2 separate regions of the Mus musculus genome follow, and region 2 is linked to region 1. A link is a contact called in public Hi-C data. All regions are on one chromosome and are shown on one strand. The core of a region is the stretch at or near the end of the contact, and the rest is flanking DNA. Distances in the headings are between cores, read along the strand shown. Region 1 holds the start of Gapt (Grb2-binding adaptor, transmembrane). Region 2 has its middle 73 kb from the start of Gpbp1.

Region 1 (5,479 bases), core at 311-2,810:
CTGTATTTATCTCCTAGACACTGGCACTGGGACTAAGCACAGGAGATCTAGTACACTAAATATCTGCTAATAGACAGAGGGATTCATTCCTAGCCATACTAACAACAATGAACAGCAAGGAAAAACCCACAAAGCAGTTCCCTGCCCTCAGTGAGGGCACATTTCTAATGCCGACCTCTTAGAAATCTGTTCAAGGTCAGATTATACCAAGGCAAAAAGGTTCAGTTTTGCATTTTATATGAACAAATGGAGCATAGCGTGTAGCTTGCTTATAATAAACTCTCTTTGATAACTATTTAGGGACAAACACCTCCAATCCATATATCTCTCAAATTCCTTGGGGTCCTGGAGGGTTGTTGATACAGCATGGCTGAGCATAGAATTATCTAGTCACCATGTAGTGTTAACAGTCTGAGCTGTTCATAAGGGCTCGTGCCTGTGCAATCCTGGTACAGGGAAGCCGAGGCTAGATGGGATACAGAATGACACCCTGTGTCAAAACCAGCACATTTTATTGTCTACAGTTAAAATGATAAAGATAGCATACAGAATGGTGGTAGTCAGTAAGCGTAAGCAATTATGAGCAAGACGTAATGATGTAGGCATGAAAAGTCATAACAAAGTACACTATCATATCTACCAGCTTAAAATTAATAGAGCTATAGATGATGAAGTCCTCTCACTCTTACAAGGGCAGACATGATACAAAGGCTACATACAGATATTTGCCTAATGATTTCTATAAATAAAAGCCTCGTTTCCTTTATGGGCAAATGAGAATGGATCTTAATATGTTGTAGCATAAATAATTGCACACACCCTATCCAGAATGTGTGAGATGCATTTCCAGAGGAAATTTCACTGAATCTGTTTTCGAATGTGCTAGGCCTCCAAGAGAACAGAATGGGACTTTCTGCATGATTGGCTGCTGTCCCCTGGGCAGGGTCAGAGAAGCAAAAGGCTCCCTCTTTGTTTCTGAAAGAATTTATCTTAGTTCTATGCAGAGCAGACATCGTTTAGTATAAAAATCACAACAGTAATGAAATGCCCTAGTATAACGCCTACATGAGACTTGCTCTGCCCAGCTTGGAAGCTCTTCTCACTTTGGAAAGCAACAGTTTCTGCAAACTAACCAAAAATTATTCACTTGTCTTCAGATCACAAGTTCTTCCTAGAGTAGACCTTGCAAAGCAGACAGCACACTTCCTTCAGGTAGAATGGCAGGCACAGGAAAGGGCTGATTAGTGTAGCATGGTCCAACCTCACCAGCAACGTGCAAATTGTTTTCTCCACTATGACTGAGCCCGAATCATCCATTAACACACACACACACACACACACACACACACACACACACACACACACACCACCACCACCACCACCACCACCATCACCACCACCACCACCACCAAACAAGTTGTTTTGAAGTAACAAAATGTCACTACTTGGTTACACATGAATCCATTTCTTACCTTTTTCCATTACCCAAAAACTTTCCATCAGTTGGACTCACATGAAGCCTGGGAGTGTCCAACTCTGTCTGTCACTTTTCATCAAACTTTCTTCAGCTGAGAATGGTTCCTCTTTTCATTCTGGTCACTTACTTCCTTCTTTGGCTCCTCCTCCCTTCAGTGTATTTAATACTTGCAAAGTTTCCTGGTTCGTGAGGAAGTTGCCGTCAGATACTGCAGAATTATAAATGACCCTCCCTCTTTGTAGGTGGAACTTTTTGAAGTGTATATTTCATTAATATGTCAAACCTAGATGATTTTTCTTTTTTGAACAATTTTACCATGTTCACTTTAGAATCAATCATGTAGTTTGTTTTCTTCAAAGAGGTTTTAAAACTCATAATAACATAGGCCTTGAGTATTTTTGTTTCTTTGCTTTGTGATTGGTGGAACAATCCATATTTAAATATGAAGCTACAATGCACAACCCTAAAATTAAATATCTGCTGAACTAGTGCCCGTATGTTGGTTCAGAATGTGTTTATTATGTTGTTGTAATTGTTATTGATACCATCATCACCATCACATTCATTAAATAAAGGTTTCCCAAAGAACGTCCTGAGGCATACTACTCTGGTATACTATTTGACTGATTTTCATGAGGTAAACTTGTCAAGTATCTTTTATTAGGAGACTCACTAGCACATAGGGATGTTACAGATTGGCAGAAATCTGATAGAAAGCAAACTAAATCCAGCAAGAAAGAAAAAAAATGCTTTATTTTGTTAAGTAAGAGTAGTTAGTTCATTCCTAACACTAGGTATCATAAGCCTTTAGTGTAATACCCAAGAAATTCTTAGAGGAGAAATGCCACCATTAATCTTAGTTTATAGGCAGAAGCACAGCGGTAGAATGTCTACTCCCCAGAGACATGGACCCAGCGCTGTGAGAAGAACCACTGTTCGTCATGTAATGGACTGCCTGTCAAGCTTCCACATAGAATCTTTCTGTCTTATCATCTCTAAGAGCCAGCCCCATGGAAGGGGGCGGTGGGGAGAACTGCTGAATCGAACAGATACTAAGTGAGTTAGATAGATGATGTAGAAATAGTCACGGAAATATTGCCTTTTAGACTGTGTCAGAACTCCTTTGATCAAATAGGATTAACCTTGTATAAACTGGTTTAAAAGAAGAGGGAGGCCAGGGATATAGATTAGAGGCGTGTGTAAGGTTCTAAATTAAATTGCCAGAGCTACGGGGATGGAGCAGTGAATACACGCCCTGAAGCTCCTGAGACCCAAAGAAGGAGAAGCCACTGGGCCCACACAACATTTAAGACCTTAGAAGGAAGGCAAAGAAATATACAGTTCTAGAGAACAACAAAGAGCAGGAAGACAGATGCACGGCTCTCAGTGGACAGGAAATGAAAGCCTGAAACCAAGTTAGTGGGCATGAGAAGAGTTTACTAAGGCAAGAGTAATCCGGTGGGGCAGGGAAGCTGGGAGAGCAGCAAGTGAGCCACTTTTCCTGATGCACTTAAATGCAGTAAGGTATGAGCTGACCTCTCTCTCTCTCTCTCTCTCACTCTCTCTCTCTCTCTCTCTCTCTCTCTCTCTCTCACACACACACACACACACACACACACACACACACACACATGCACATGCACGGGCACACACTCACACATGCCCACATAAATATGCACATGTGCGTGCATAGATGCACATACAAACAGATGAACACACATTTGTGTGAATGTATATAGTCTCCTCTAAAAGTGCAACTAAGGCAAACTAACTAACTCCTCTTGAAATGTATTAAGGACTAAGAAATCAGAGGGCAGTTACCTGGCTCTTACCTCAAATAGGAACCTTTTTTAAGTAGCAGAATTTATCTTCAAGATTATGGAGGAAACAATGTTTCTGTTAAAAATTGAGTTGTTATGTAACTATTGTTTTTATGGCTTAGGTGCAGTTTTAAACTGTGTTTTCTTAACTCCCAGTCTTTAGTGTAGCAAGATACCCCTTGCTTTTCTTCCCAACCTCTTTTCTTTTAACCACAACAGCTGCATCTAAGCTTATTTTGGTCATTTTCATTTCCTGCTTCCTTCCTTCCTTCCTTCCTTCCTTCCTTCCTTCCTTCCTTCCTTCCTTCCTTTCTTTCTCTCTCTCTCTCTCTCTCTCCCTCTCTCTCTCCCTCCCTCCCTCCCTCCCTCCCTCCCTCCCTCCCTCTCTCTCTCTCTCTCTCTCTCTCTCTCTTTCTTTCTTTCTTTCTTTCCTTTTTGCCATCCTATGGTTTGGGTAGTCTAAAACTTGGGACGTAATTTATTGATCTTCACTATAATCTAGACTGGACAATTATTCAAGTACATTTCTCCCATATAGATTGATGGTAGCAATTTTCTTTATATCAAATATTGATTTCTTTTAACAGTGGGATTTTTTAAATGCTTGAACTGAGTAGGCAGGGGCACATAATTATGTATGTAAATTTTGAATATTTGTCATATTCATGAAATTGTCCTTGACATTCCATAAAGGGTTCGAAAGCTTCATGTTATTTGCTACAGATAGTCCAGGAATCTATGTCTTGAAATAAAGCATTACATGGTCTGGTAAAGGTAGCATACTTAGCCAGCAAATTACTTTTTGTATATAGGCTTATGTGGTTAATCCACAAAGTAATCAGATTGTTAATACCAGATTGCTAATACAGTCTTCTAATCAGTAAAATTTTACCACGCGTGTGGAAAAAGTCATGAAAAAATTAAAGTGAAGAAGCGTGTAAGTGAAGCTGGGAGGAAAAGGCATGGATGGATTGAAGCCAAACAAACCCATGCCAGTAACAACAGGCAAAATTAAAATGGACGATTCTCTGCACGTACAGGACAGGTTTCACTGGAAGATAGTTTTTGGTGTGGGAATGTCTTCAAATCTGAAAGTCTGTCAGAATCACTGATGGAGGTTTCAAGAGTGAATTCCTAGGATTCCGACGAGGCTGCTCCATTACACCTGGAGTACTCATTGTTATCTGCAGATAAGAGCAATATTGAAGTACCTCATGGGCATGGGAACTGGGAGAGCAATATCTTACAGAGTGTTTAGTCAGAGGTTTCTTTAAAATTATCTTATACTTTTCTGTCGTGTTTGGCATTGCTTCCATTACTATGTACCGCCTGTGTACCAAACAAAAACAAACAAACAAACAAATAAACACATGGTTATTACTGATTTAATACCACCCCCCATCTGAATGAGGCACAGACCTGTGTACTTTAGACTCCAGCTCAGGAAGTAGAAACTTGTGGCTGCTCACGTGCAGGTTGTGCAGACACAAAGGGTCAACTGCATTTATTTAGTCTGGGCCTTTTTCTACTTTTCCATTCTCTACCACAGCCTTTCCAAGCATCATTTTACATGAATTAAAGAATTACAGATGCTTCTCCTAACTGGCGGCTGCATTCCACATCCTTGGAAATATTAAGGAGAATTTCTTTAGGACAAGCTTGTAAATGGAAGCTTTGAATCCCTGAGTATGAACACTTGTAGTCCTACTGAATCCCAAATGGCTGCTACTATGGCATATATACCATTTATACACAGAGCCTAGCAATACATGAGAGATCCCTCTTTTTTCTCCCCATTGCCAGTATTTGATATGTTGACAATTTTAACTACTTACATAGATCACAAATGAAAGCCGCCATGTTGTTTGTTGGTTTGATTTTACTACCATGGAGCTGAGAACAATTGCTCTCCTTGAGGTGTTTCCCCCTTTGGTGCAGGATATGTTGTGGGAAAGAGGTGGGGTAGAGCATTCCCACCCTTCTATAATCTTTCTAAAAAATCTAATCTGAAATTCCTTAACTTGTATATGGAAGTTTCAATTTGTTAAATTATTTCAATTTTGGGGGGTTTTTCTTGGGGGGGCAGGAATTGTAGAAATCTAACCTGATATAAACACCTAGCCACAGAAATTACAGATGATAAATTAAGTTCAAAGGACCCTGAAGAATGAGCGTTGGGGGG
Region 2 (5,703 bases), core at 2,699-5,198, 1.1 Mb after region 1:
GTGAGTTCGAAGAGAACCTGGCTACACTGACTAACTCTGTGGTAAAATTCTGACGTGCAAGCAGTTCACATTCTACCGCTCATAGCAAGCCGAGCGTGACAGCACAAATGTGTAAGCCTGTTTCTTAGTTAGGGTTCTATTACTGTGAAGAGATACTACGACCAAGGCAACTCTTATAAAAAGAAAGCATTTCATTGGAGCTGACTTACAGTTTCAGAGGTTCAGTCTATTATCATCATGGCAGGAAGTATGGCAGCATGCAGGCAGACTTGGTGCTGGAGGAGCTAAGCGTTCTACATCATGATCCAAAGACAGCCCAGGAAGAAACTGTCTTCTACAACCAATCAAGAAGAGGCTCTCTTCCACACTGAGTGGAGCTGAGCATAGGAAGAGATCTCAAAGCTCCCCCTGAGAGCAACACATGTCCTCAAACAAGGCCATGCCTCCTAATAGTGCCACTCTCCGTGGGCCAAGCATTCAAATACATGAGTCTATCACCACCAAACCTATCCAAACCACCACAACTGAGTACCAGTGAGTGGAGACTGGAAGATGCCTGTGTTTGCTGGCCAGTTAGTCCAGCCAATCACTGAGTTCCAGATTCAGTATAAAGAGTCCCTGTGTGGTGGTTTCAGACCCTATCAGGTAACATGAAAAGCACCACACACACTACATACATAGGCTCATATATTTGAATGTTTGATCTCTAATTTGTAGAAATGTTTTGAGAAGAGTTAGGAGGTATGGGCTTATTGGAGGGGTTTTGTCACTGGGGACAGGAGGGAGGTGAGCTTTGAAGTTTCGAAAGCCCACGCCAGGCTCATTCTGTCTTTCCTCCAACTTGCAGATAAGATCTACTGCCCAAGCACCATGCCTGCCTGCCTGCCTGCCTGCCTGCCTGCCTGCCTGCCTGCCTGCCTGCCTGCCTGCCTGCCTGCCGCCACGTTTTCCACTGGTCATGGACTCACCCTCTGAAACTATAAGCAAGTCCCCAATTAAATACTTTAATTAGTAAGTTGCCTTTGTCGTGATGTCTCTTCAGAGCAATAGAACAGTAACTGAGACCCCCTACCCCAAAAACAACAACAACAACAAAACAAGATAAAAAAGTAATAAAGAAAGACACCTGGCATTGGTCTCTACCCTCCACAAGTGCATATAGGAAGCATAAACCTGTATGTATTGTATACACACACAGAAGTAAAATAAAAATTTTAAAACTTCCTTTGGATTATGAAACAAAACATATATTTGTACATTCTTTTAAAGGCATTTCCACAAAATTAAATAAAGGCAACTCCTTAGAATCTATTTTTAAAATCGTCTTTAACTTTTTATTCTCTGTGACCCAAAAATAATACATTTTACCTCTGTGAGTTTCTCTACCAAGGGATAGGCTGGTAAGATGGTTCAGTGGAGAAAGATACCTACCCAAGCTTGATGGCCTGACGTCAATCCTCAAGACCTACTAATGGAAAAAAAGAACTAACTTCTCTTGGTCCTCTGACATCCACAAATGCACAATGTTGCACACACCACACAGACACACACCCATACACAAACACATAAATAAGTAGAGAAATACAACAGGGAAAATTAAGAAGCTTTGGAGCAGAAAAGTATCTTATAGAAGGACCCTTACTACATGGTTCCAAACATTGTTACATGTATAAAAATCTCTTCCTGTACAGATAAAGCTACATAAATGGACAGAAAACATGAGGAAGGCTACATGTTCCATTAGGAATAATAGATGGAGATAGGATTACGAGTGTCAATCAAGGGACCAACTTTGCCTCTGTCTTTGTCAGTGTTCTATTGCTTTGAAGAGACACCATGACCATGGGGACCTTTATGAAAGAAATCATTTAATCGGGGCTTTCCTACAGTTTCAGAACTTGGTACTCAGTTGTGGTGGTTGGAATAGGTTTGGTAGTCTATTATCATAGTGAGAAGCATGGCAGCACACGGGAAGACATAGTGTCTACAGAGAACTACGGAGAGGTCGGCATCAGGATCCACTGGCAGCAGGATGAGAAGACACTGGGACTGGCTTGGGAACTCAAAGTCCACCCCCAGTGACACTTCCTTCATCCAGGCCACACCTCCTAATCCCTTCCAATAGCGTAACTCTCTGGTAACCAAGCATTCACATCTGAGCCTGTAGTGACTATTCTCATTCAAGCTACCACGACCTCTAAATTTTATTCACAAGCATAACAGATTTATTACTTGAGTAATTAAAGCTTAGCCAACAATTGTTTTTCTCCTTTCCCGTCCAAGTCCTCTCTTCTTGTTCAGAAACAATTACTTCTTAAGAAGTAGTTTGATAGAACTCTGCACTAAACCCGTCTGGTAGGGGATTGGGGGTGGGTGGGTATGGGGGACTTTTGGTATAGCATTGGAAATGTAAATGAGCTAAATACCTAATAAAAAATGGAAAAAAAAAAGAAGTAGTTTAAAACTTTTGCCATGCTCTGATGTACAGCTTGTGTGCACACAGACTTCTTTACTTTCCTTTTAAATTTCCTTTTAAACTAGCACCATCCCATACCTAATAATCTGCAATTTTCCTTTTTCACTTAATATCTCAAGGGTATCCTCCAGGCAAAAATGTAGAGATCTTCATTTTTTATGTTTTTACAATAGTTCATATTATGCATGTAATACCTTATATAAAATCCCTTTATGAAAATTTATGTTGTTTCCAGTGGCTTTTTTGGTATACAGGTATATGATATACATTTGTCACTTATATATATAATATGTGGTTAAAAATACAAATACATATGTAGAAGCATATATTTAATATGAAATAGCACCAAAAAAAAATCAAAAATACAAAAACCACTAGAACTGTTGATATTGACACCCCCTCCAAAAGGAATGCTAGACCAGAAGGCGTTCAAATGTTTAGTTCTATTTTATAAAAAGGCCACATTATTTCCAGAATTCATATCCCCACCAAAACTCCATGAAAGTTCACATTTAGCCAGGCGTGGTGGCACATGTCTGTAATCCCAGCACTCGGGAGGCAGAGGCAGGCAGATTTCTGAGTTCGAGACCAGCCTGGTCTACAAAGTGAGTTCCAAGACAGCCAGGGCTATACAGAGAAACCCTGTCTCAAAAAAAGAAAAAAAGGAAGAAAAAAAGAAAGTTCACCTTTCCCCATGCACACACCAGTTCGGCATGCTGTCTCTTACCATACATAAACTTGGGATGGAAATCTAAGCATTACTGCTTTCTTGTTTTTACATGAGAAAATTAAGACCTAAACAAATTAGTTGCCTAAATAAATAACTACAAACTGAACTGAAATTTAGAGGTGCCCTCTAATTAGTCCTTCCCCTAAAACAGCTCCCTGAATTGACAGTGTGGTGGGCAGAACAATGGCCCCCACAGCTGTCCCATCCCAACCTCTTTAACCTGAGAATATGTTACCTTGCAAGGCAAGCACTTTCAAATATAACTAAAGATTCTTGAGAAAGAGGATCATGAAGGGCCAACCAATAATCAATATCAGCTATATAAAGTACAAAAGAACCTCACTTGGGGTTGAGTATAGCAGACGCTGTTGCAGTGTAATCCCCTAAAGGCTCATCAACTGAGCAATCAGTTGCAGGCTACTGATAACATTTGGGAAAGTTGTAGACCCTTTAGAAAATTGAGCCTTGCTGAGCAGTGGTGGCTCATGCCTTTAATCCCAGCATTCAGGAGGCAGGCGGATGGATCTCTGAGTTCAAGTCCAGAGTGCCTGGTTTACAGAGTGAGTTCTAGCACAGCCAGGACTAAGCACACACACACACACACATGCAACGACAACAAAAAATCTATGTTGAAAATTAAAACAAAAGAAAAGAAAAGAAGGAGGGAGGGAGCCTTCCTGGAGGAAGTAGTCAGACTTGTTTTATGCCTGGCCCTACTTCCTATTTACTCTGTGTCCTGACAGCAAATGTAACGTGATCAGCTTCCTTGTTTGTTCAGTCATCAGCCTTGTAGTTATACTAGGTCCAGCTGGTATGAAGCCATTGGACATTCTTAGACCAAATCACTCTGGTCAGAGAAAGTCTTCCAATATGGAGCCTGGATATCCTCTAGAGGGAGTATGTTGAGATGCCTACAGACTGTGCAGTATGCTCCAGGTTTCTCAGCGTTTGTAAACTGGTTCACTCATATTGGAGTGGGCCTTGGTGCAGCTGTCTTTGAGTAATTTCTGCTCCTGTAAGTAACCTCCTACCCAGATTCCTGTAAGTAATCCCAATAAAATGTATTGATCAAGTTTGGGCTTTGGTAATATCCATACTTTGGTAATGTTATGAGATCCCTGAAGGGGTGAGTAGACAAACGTGTGTTCTGTCCCCTAGAAAAAGTTGTCAGACACTAATCTCCTTAAGAAAAGAAGACAAAACTAATGATGAAAAGGCTTTTTGCTCAAATGGCCGATTTTGAGAATGAAAATGAAGTATTTTAACCCAAATTCTGGGTACTGACCTGAGCTGCAGGCCTAAGTAGAGAGTTGGGACAGGGGGTAAGGTAAGCATAACCTGTCCACCGTGGCTAAATTGTGGTCAAGCTTATTATTATGAGTCCTGGCTCTTCAGAGTGAATGAGCAAACCCTTACTGTCTCTTTGTTGCCCGAACCCAGCATATTCTGCTTACCGAAACTCAATCTTCCTTTAGAAACTGCATCTGGCCTCCACCCACCCACCAAAATTCTCCAAAAAGCATTAACCAAAGTGTCCACTCCTCCGCAACCATGAGTGTGTGACCTAGGCCTGGCCTATGCCTCACCTTTTCTCTGCTCTTCTCCACAGAAGGCAGAAGCAGAATTTCCCAGGGTTGCTAAGCTTTTTGCATTAGAAGGCAATTTAGCAAAAGTTACTAGAACGTGTGCTTCAAGAATCTGGTTTTGCCGGGCGTGGTGGCGCACACCTTTGATCCTAGCACTCAGGAGGCAGAGGCAGGCGGATTTCTGAGTTCGAGGCCAGCCTAGTCTACAGAGTGAGTTCCAGGACAGCCAAGGCAATACAGAGAAACCCTGTCTCAAAAAAAAAGGAGAGAAGAGAGAGGAGAGGGGAGAGGGGAGAGGGGAGAGAGGGGGAGAGAGCGGAGAGAGTGGAGAGGGGGGAGGGGAAAGGGAGGGGAGGGAAGGGGAAAGGGGAGGGGAGGGTAGAGAAGAGAGGGGAGGGGGGAGGGGAGGGAAGGGGAAAGGGGAGGGGAGGGTAGAGAAGAGAGGGGAGGGGGGAGGGGAGGGAAGGGGAAAGGGGAGGGGAGGGTAGAGAAGAGAGGGGAGGGGGAGGGGAGGGGAGGGGAGGGAAGGGGAGGGGAGGGGAGGGAATCTGGTTTTATGGCCATCTTCCACATCCTCTGAAACATCCTCTCATTAACTGGTCACAGACAGTTTTGAGATCTGAAGATGAGGCTGAGTTAGGGATACATTTAGCCTGCAGTGAGTGGGATATAGTTTATATTAAAGTGGATTTACCATACATGTGTAAAGTCGTCAGATAATAAGAGGTATGGAAATTATATATATGGCAGGTATGGCTGCACACTTTTAATTCCCAGAACAGAGGAGGCAAAGGCAGATGGACCTCAACCTCAAGTTCAATGCCAGTCTAATAGCAAGTTCCATTGTTTCCTCTCCCTCCCTCCCTCCCTCCTCTACCCTTCTGACACACACAGCATACACATATACAGTA

What was found. Hi-C and Micro-C count contacts between places; a contact is called where the count stands out from the background.
Region 2: a Hi-C map of bone marrow-derived macrophages shows a contact between it and region 1, with 10 read pairs. The contact joins the enhancer-like site here to the promoter of Gapt in region 1. A contact is called at or near these places in 8 of 39 promoter capture datasets (cranial neural crest, embryonic stem cells, frontonasal cranial neural crest and 4 more), 1 of 484 Hi-C or Micro-C datasets (bone marrow-derived macrophages), 2 of 115 datasets of contacts at active chromatin or transcription factors (fibro-adipogenic progenitors and microglia) and 1 of 9 other capture datasets (macrophages).

What each region holds. Positions count from the first base shown.
Region 1 is chr13:110,355,612-110,361,090 of GRCm38.p6, forward strand. Gapt (Grb2-binding adaptor, transmembrane) reads right to left here and starts at 1,561. Exons shown (of 3, transcript NM_177713.3): 1 at 1,473-1,561. Gm41058 (a long non-coding RNA gene) reads left to right here and starts at 2,833. Exons shown (of 3, transcript XR_873950.2): 1 at 2,833-3,001.
Region 2 is chr13:111,414,248-111,419,950 of GRCm38.p6, forward strand. No RefSeq gene overlaps it. Among named protein-coding and RNA genes, the nearest start is that of Gpbp1, 73 kb to the right of the region's middle. Within about 2 kb of position 3,949, at least 3 of the 459 cell types and tissues checked have an H3K27ac peak or open chromatin away from gene starts, as enhancers often do. A contact at or near this core is called in bone marrow-derived macrophages, where this site is marked.